Regions from separate parts of the Mus musculus genome. Here region 1 is linked to region 2. A link is a contact called in public Hi-C data. All regions are on one chromosome and are shown on one strand. The core of a region is the stretch at or near the end of the contact, and the rest is flanking DNA. Distances in the headings are between cores, read along the strand shown.

The links. Hi-C and Micro-C count contacts between places; a contact is called where the count stands out from the background.
Region 1: a Hi-C map of liver shows a contact between it and region 2, with 4 times the contacts expected there. The contact joins two enhancer-like sites. A contact is called at or near these places in 3 of 39 promoter capture datasets (the C10 cell line, cranial neural crest and embryonic stem cells), 1 of 15 datasets of contacts at CTCF or cohesin (pro-B cells), 4 of 484 Hi-C or Micro-C datasets (the C2C12 cell line, bone marrow-derived macrophages and liver) and 2 of 115 datasets of contacts at active chromatin or transcription factors (hepatocytes and neural progenitor cells).

The regions. Positions count from the first base shown.
Region 1 is chr6:146,125,660-146,129,710 of GRCm38.p6, reverse strand. The region is part of intron 55 of Itpr2 (inositol 1,4,5-triphosphate receptor 2); the gene reads left to right. Among named protein-coding and RNA genes, the nearest start is that of Gm35768, 16 kb to the left of the region's middle. Within about 2 kb of position 2,665, at least 29 of the 459 cell types and tissues checked have an H3K27ac peak or open chromatin away from gene starts, as enhancers often do. A contact at or near this core is called in hepatocytes and liver, where this site is marked.
Region 2 is chr6:145,827,649-145,831,624 of GRCm38.p6, reverse strand. No RefSeq gene overlaps it. Among named protein-coding and RNA genes, the nearest start is that of Gm38927, 13 kb to the left of the region's middle. Within about 2 kb of position 2,029, at least 30 of the 459 cell types and tissues checked have an H3K27ac peak or open chromatin away from gene starts, as enhancers often do. A contact at or near this core is called in hepatocytes and liver, where this site is marked.

The sequences.
Region 1 (4,051 bases), core at 1,416-3,915, 300 kb before region 2:
TTGGTTTAATAATGACAGGAAAGCATATCAGTTGTGAGAAGCAATCCTGAGGTAAAATCCCTTTAGAATCTTGCCGGTGAGCTTACCCATCACAGACCATGCAAAAATGGTGGGCTATCTCCAGGAAGGTCACCTCCTAACCTCATCCTATCCTACATGATTCTTGACACCATACATAGTTTTTATGATCTAGTGTAAAATCACTTATAGTTCTCACGATAAATATGACAGTAAACAAGATTACCATAAAAAATAAAGAAAACCATTCACACCAAGCATGGTTTCCTGGCTTACATTCCTGGCTAGGGTGCTCACAGTGTCACCACTTCCTGCTCAGGGTCTGCCCATTGTGTGCCCCCTGGATTGCTGGCCACTGCCACCTCATCTTTCATTATCTCACTCAGGTAGAAGAGCCGGCAGCAGCATCCTGTGTGAGCCTTTGTAACAGCAGAGCTGCCTTTGCCGATGGTATCTATGCCTTTAACGAGTCGAGAGATTTACCCAGTTTAGTTTCCCGCAGCAAATCATTGGGGAGCCAGAGTGACAGCTCAGCCAATAAAAGGTTCATTTTGCAAGCAAGAGGACCTGAGTGTGATTCCCAGAATCTGCATCTTAAAAGCCAGGCGTGGTGGTGCATAAGCGTAGTCCCATCACTGGAGAGTGAAAACAGCTGGTCACTGTGACCTGCTGGCCAGCCAACCCTGATTACCCCGTGACCTCTAGGCCAATGGGGGACACTGTCTCAAAACAAAATCCAAACCCAAGGCAGATGGCACCTGAGGAATGATGGCTCAAGGTGACCTCTTGTGTGCACACACCTACGTGAACTCCTACCCACACACTTGTACACCCCCATGCACGAGCATGCACACACACACACACAAGGCAATTCTTTATTACATCTTAATTTCTAGAACAAGCACATGTGGGTTGGTTTCAATGAGAATGGTCCCCAGAGGTTCATATATTTAAATACTTGGCCCCTGATTGGTGGAACTGTTTGGGAAGGATTAGAAGGTGTGGCCTTATTGGAGAAGGTGCGTCACTAGGGTGGGCTTTGATAATTCAGAAAGACTGAATCTATTCCCATAAACCATATTAAATGCTTTCTTTTATAAGTTGCCTTGGCTGTGGTATTTTGGCACAGTAGTAGAAACTAAGTAATAAGACACTGAAACAAAATTTTATTTTAAGACATAAAACATTATAAATTTACATATGGAGGTAAACAAGAGCAAGCAGCTCGACATGTTAGTTTGAGGCATTTACTTAACAAGCATCTCCTTTTGTCCTGACTTTGAGGATGAAGTATGACATTGAAAAAAACGTAAGTCTGAGAGATGGGGAGATGGCTCAGTAGTTAAATCACTCACCACCAAAACAAGAAGATCTGAATTCAGATCCCCAGAATTCATGTAAATGATATGTGGGCATCCTGACCCAGGTGGCCCACCTGCAATTTTCAGCCTCAAGAGATGGAGACATGGACCATGCAGGCTAGGAAGGACAGCTCGCATCAGTGAGCTCTGGGTTTAAGAGATCTTGCCTTAAAACATAAGGTGGAAAAGCAATAGAGGTAGATTTAACATTCAACGTAGGGTGTACCTGCTTGTGTGCACCAGTACACACACACACATACACACACACACGAGCTTACACATGTGCATGCTGCACAGGTATATACCATACACATAAAGAGGAAAAAAAGGAAAAATATAAGTAAAAATGGCTTTGACTTTCATAAAATAAAAGATTCATCTTATTAAAGCTTCAGCAGCCACTTCTTAAAGCTCTGCATGCATTGGGGATATTCCATGTTCTACACAAGTAAAAACATTTTAGCTACCCATGCTTTGGCTCTTATCAAGTTTCTAGTTACATCTCATTTTTTGTGGTGGTGGTGGTATTCTGAGTTCCTCTCACTGGCATGAAGATGGTTTGTCTGGCTTAAAAAGAGCCCGTGTGAACCTTGTCAGAGAGACCTGAAATAAAGCTGTGGCGTGCCCTTGTGTTCACACTAAGTCAGGTTGATCTCTGTGTGCCTCAGCTCACAATTCACACTCCTCACTATCACTCCCAAGCGACACCAGATATCTGTAGTCAGAGCACTGCCTTGCTAAAAATAGAACACAGTGATACCCAGGTACCACCCAGGGAGGCCGCCTCGCAAAGCGACAGATGGCCTCTCTGGAACAGCACCATGCCACAGGCTCTCTCAGGTGACAGAGTGCAGATCTCGTGCCAGCCCTTGCCAGCTCTGATCCTAGATGCTATCGGGCACACAGAATGAAATGGATAGGCATCCCCTAGCCAGACTTGGAAAGCAGCATGTAGAGATGCCAGAGTGTCCTTGATTCAGCAAGGCAAGTGATCATTTCCAGCTAGTACACAGCCGGCCATTGTATTTCCCGCCTCTGAGGAGCCAGGATACATCCAGAAAGTTGCTTAATGAGCAGAGGTTGGGCGCGGGGGAGCTAACTGGCTGGCTGTGTGATGTGCATGTTTAGTGGAACAGTCGGGGATGTGTTGCTGTGACCTTGTTATTCAGCACAGGTTCCTGCTAGCAAGTAGATGAGGCCAGGAGGACGAGCATCTTGGCCATACCATGTGCTAGCTCTGAGGTTACTGGAAATCATTGAACCTGCCTTGGCCTTGTTGTGAAACCTAGTTCATCCAGTCACTTGTTTACCAACCACATGACTTGCATTATGTTGGGCACCTGCCCTGGAACAACAGTAACTAAGGTCACATGCCCTTTCTACAGCCATCACAACACACTGAGATCCTATACAATAGGCTGCCACTAAAGCAAATGGGGATAACAGGAGGGACAGGAGGTTCTGTTTCAAGTGGGTTGGTAGGTAGAAGGTTTACATTGTATGTGACATCAACTATGTGTGCCCTGTGAAACCCCACTTTGCAAGAAAGTGGAAGTCTCTTTGGTAAGTTCTTTCTAACTTTATTGCTTAATCTGATGGTGTACATTAAAATAGTTTGTTTTGTTTACACACTGGTCTTATTAAAATGTTGCACATAATATAGTTCGTTTTGCAAGGCAAATCTTCCTTTCAGTGTGCCTAATGAATCTGCTACTCAAAGAATCCCATAATGGTAGTTTAGGGGTGTTCTGCCAAGCGTGTATGAAGCCCTAGGTTTGGGCCCCCAGAGTATACAGGAAAGAAGGAAGGAAAGGGGGGAAAAGGAGAAGAAAAATGGAAAGGAAGGGAAAAGGAAGAGACTTTATATCAAGCTGCCCTAAATATAACTGTATCTTAGGTCACCATAATAAAGTTATCATTATTCCTGAACTCGTTGGTAACTGTTGCCACCTATATGGTGACAAGCTGGGTCATCACGGAGTCTTCACCAGATCTTTAAGGGAACCGAAAAGGAATTAGGAGGCAATGGGGCAAGGTGGGAGTAAAGGTTATTCTGAAGAGCGGAAAAGAGGAGTTCCATGTGCAATAGAATCTATACGCTCTGATGAGGGACCAAGACATAGCCTTCTCTGTGATGATACTGAGCAGGTCAAGGACCAAGCCTTAGCCTTTTGCTAGATGATGCTGAGCAGACAAGAGGGCTTTAGCCCATCTACCCAGTGTCCAACTCAGCCAAATGTGAGGCTCATGGCACTGTGTGGGATAAACAAGCATGCTAATTATTTTAAAAAGGAAGGAAAGAAGAAAGAAAAGACTGAAACATTAATTTAAAAACTCATTCTATGTGTATGGATGTCTTATCAGCATATATGTCTAGCATTGAATGTGTGCCTGGTGACTATGAGCTCAGGAGAGGATGTCAACTCCCTTGGAACTGGAGTTACAGGTGTTTATCAGCCACCAAATGAGCACCTGGGAACTGATCCAGGGTCTCCTGGAAGATCAGCAAATGCTCTTAACTGCTGAGCCATCTCTCCAGGCCTGCAAAATATTAACTTTTGAAGCACTAACTACAATGTCTTTTATAAAATATTGATGGGGATCACACAAAGATGAGGCCAATTCCAGTAAAACTGAGCCAGAGAAGTGCCCTCGCCTGCCCAGTAAGGCAC
Region 2 (3,976 bases), core at 780-3,279:
ATTGTCACTTCTGTCTTGTTTGTCTAATTTGTTGGGGTTGTTTTTGTTTGTTTGGTTTTTTTTGTTTTTTTTTGTTTTTCCCATGAACCTGGAGACTGCTCACATGATTTGCAAATTGTCAGAGTCCTTGGCCCACTTTAAAAATGGCAATGCTGTCTTCTTGCCACTGAGTTATCTCACCACCATATTAAAGGGAAATAATGCCTCCAGTTTCTGGGACCACCAAAGACAGCTCTGGGAATTTCTGCATGTCCCCTGGTTTATGGAACTGCTCTATTTGAGAGCCACTAACTCGGGTAGAAAGATGCTCTCTCTTAAGTGTTGTCTCGGAGTCTGGAGTCAGAAGTGGTTTCTTATTGTGCTGTCTTATGGAACTTTAAATCTACTTTTAATAAAATTCTTACTTGGGTATTTTGTTGGATCACATGAGTACAGTATTCCAAGCTGTCTTTGGGAACACTCGAGCCCTGGGTGATGCTGCCCTCTGCCCTAGCTTTGTAAGTAACCCCCTGTGGTGGTTAATATTGCCATCTTTACAGGATCTGGGAGATAGACTTCTGGGTGTGTCTGTAAGGGAGTTTCTGGGTAGCGTTAAGGGGTAGACTCACCTCAACCATGGTTAGCACCATGCTGTGCTCTGGGTCCTAGACCAGATAAAAAGAAGGAAGTGTGCTGAGCATCAGCGTTCATCTGGCTCAGATTCCTGACTGCAGATACAGTGCGAACAGTAGCTCATACGCTCCGTGCCCACCCCACCCCACCGTGACAGACTCTCGACCCGCCTTGCCTTCCATAAGTTGCTCTTGCCAGACATTTTGTCATAGCAACCAGGGAAGTAACAGACAGCCCTGCCTTTGTAAACATTCTCATGTGACACTCTGACGCTCCAGTGTTCCCAGCCAGTCGGTGTCTGTCACCCTAACCCTGGCAGTGTCCCTCAAAGCCTCTACTACAAAGTGTTCACACTTGATTATAGTGACCTCTGCAGCATGGGTCAAATTCATAGTAGGTTAAAAAAAAAAAAAAGAAAAGAAAGAAACCACCAATTACTACAAGACCTTACAGAAACACTAATTTTACATTTGAAGATTCTACAAAATGTGACGTCCCGTTGCCTCAGAGACACTCAGTGACATATTAGCCTATAAAACACGCTCACTGCTGTTTCTTCACTGGTAAAGGACCCATTTAGGTCCTTGGCATAAGAAGAACATCCTCTTTCAGAATCAATGATTCTTGCAAGCAGTTCCCTTCCTGGGTATGGAGGCCCGCCTTTGCTCCGATCGGTTCACCTAGCTTCGCAGCACCGGCCAGTAGACTGGCGGTGGCTGCTGCCCCCTAGTGTATAGTTATTAGCTACTGCAGGCACTGAGTTCTTGAATCACCCAGGGAACCTTATGAATGGAAAATAAATGAAGTAATAAAAATAATGGAGACATTTACAATGTCTTAGTCTTTCAGAATGAGTACTTAGAACACTTTTCCAACAATTTCTGAGAGGAATGGCTGTTAAATCTGTCTGTCGCTCTGCCTGCCTGCCTGCCTGCCTGTCTCTCCTCTCTGTTTCTTTCTGTTCTCCTCCCTCTCCCTCTCCCTCTCTCCCTCCTCTCCCCTCTCCCTCTCCCTCTCCCTCTCCCTCTCTCTCTCCCTCTCTCCCTCCTAGCTTTTTTTCCAGTTCTAGTCAGCCATGTAGTTTACAGGACTCAGTGCTGACAGAAAAGGAAATTGTGACAGTGACAGTATGAATTGCCCTGACTTCTCTCTGCTCGCCACGTTTTAATATTGGCAGTTTCAAATGCGAATCTAGGAAAAAAAATTAAATATTAAATCAATTTACCCATCTTATATAGTGCCAATCAATGTGAAAAGAACAGCAAATGAACTCTCATGACAAGCAGAGAGAAGTGGGCCAGAGGGGGCTCCACCCCCGTCACCTTTGGCCTCGCTCGATAGCTTCAGCATACATGGCTGGCAAAGAGATGGGAGTAATGGAGGGCATGTCAGGACCTCTCAGCCTCCTGTTTCCCGGGCCAGGGTGTTGTGTCACTGTGAGTCCAGGTTCTATGGGAGCCGATGGCTTTCCCACAGTGACCTCACCCCTGAAGCCTGCTGTTCTGTGGTACTGGGACATCGAGAATTCGGCATGTAGACAAGAAGTAAGGAATAGCAGATGTGTGCTGGTCACGAAGGTCACCTCTGCTCTTGCTCATGGCCCTGTGTCCCAAGAGACTTCCTTTACAAAGTACAGATGGGATGATGAAGAGTCCTGTGATGGTGGCAGGTGACTAGTGACGCCAGAGCAGGGCCTTCTGAGGGCCTTGCCTAGGGGTAGAGGTTGTGTGTCTGTGACCCGGATCCCAGGGAGCCGAGTCTGTTCCATGAAATACAATCAATAGTTGATGCCCTTCGCTTGGTGTCCATCCGTTCAAAACAGGAATACTGACTGTAGCTGGCTGGGACAGGGCGGTGGGGGTTTTGTCCCTGTCCAGCTAATGGTCAGAAGTTATTCACGTGCCAGGCAGGGGCAGGAATAGAGGAACTCACTCTGTGGCTGGAGCCATAAGACTATGTCCTGGACTCCACAACACCCTGAGTGTGTTCTAGCTCAAGTAGTGTCACCACGTTCGGGTGGAGGAAAAGTGACTAAATGCTTGCCATAGTTTTATTTATTTATTTATTTATTTATTTATTTATTTATTTATTTATTTAGTGGGGCTGGACACAATGTAGATCAGGCTTGCCTACTCTTGAGATCTGCCTGTCCGTGCTTGCTAAGTGCCTGGATTTAACAATGTACACCACCATGCCCGCATTTTACTGCAGAGTCCCCTACTACATAGAAGCCCAAAAGACTCTTTAGCTCAGACACACTGAGGCAAATGGGAGGTCACCGTCAAAGTTCACTGGTTATCGAGAAGAGAAAAGCTCCAGGGTTTGTTCAGCTTAACTTCCTAGCAAGCATAACTCCACGTACCCTATATGAGCAAGGAGGATATTCATGGAAAAACTGTAGCTAATTTTATCAAAGACTCACTGGGCACGCATGTGTGCAGTGGATAGAGCCCTGAGGATTGCTGTGAACGCAGGGAGCAGGGCTGAGGGTGTGGGGTGGAGCTGTCTCCTTCCCACTGAGTTTGGTACCATACAGTAACATACAGTACATACAATACAAGTAACATACAGAAAACAAGAACCGAGTCATCTGCTGTCCCAAGGAAAGCAGCTTTGGAAGGGTTTGTCTTGTCTCACAGTTCCAGGGTGCAGTCCATCCGGAGCTTGAGGTGGCTGGTCACAGTGCAGCAATCAGGAAGCAGAATGGTGGGTGTCTGGGCTCAGCTGCCTTTCTTCTTTGTATTCAGTCTGAGACTCGAATGGAGGGAATGGCGCCATTGGTGGGCAGATCTTTTAGTACTTTGTAGTAGAATCAAGATAGCCTCCTCAAACCCACCCAGAGGTTCGTCTCACAGAGGAGTCTAGAGCTCATCAAACTGACAACCGAGATTAGCCACACAACAGGCACAATTTGATTGTTTTGTTTGTTTGTAAAAGTCCCATCTTGGCTTCCCGTGTCGTCTCCAAAGGCTGAGGCTCATTTAGTTGGTTCTTGATAAATGACGCTGATTGCCATCAGCTCATTCACTCGGAAATCACTCTCTCCCTGCTCTGTTTCCCTTCCCTGTGCAGTTTAGTCATCTTGACTGGCTCACGGGCAACCGGCTTCTCCAAGTGTGTCTGGGAGAGCCCTCCCGGTTGTAGCATTTGGGTTGGTGGTTCTCTCCATCGCAGATGGCCGCCATTTAATATTTTGAATGTCTGAACAGAAACAGGAAGAGTTAGGGGGAATTCTACTTTGCCTAACTGCTTGGCCCTGAACATTGGTTTTCTATCATGACAACAAACTTCCCGAGAGAAACAACTTGCAAGGAAAGGTTTCATGTCTGACTCACAGCTCCTGCAGTTTCAGTTTGTGCTTGCT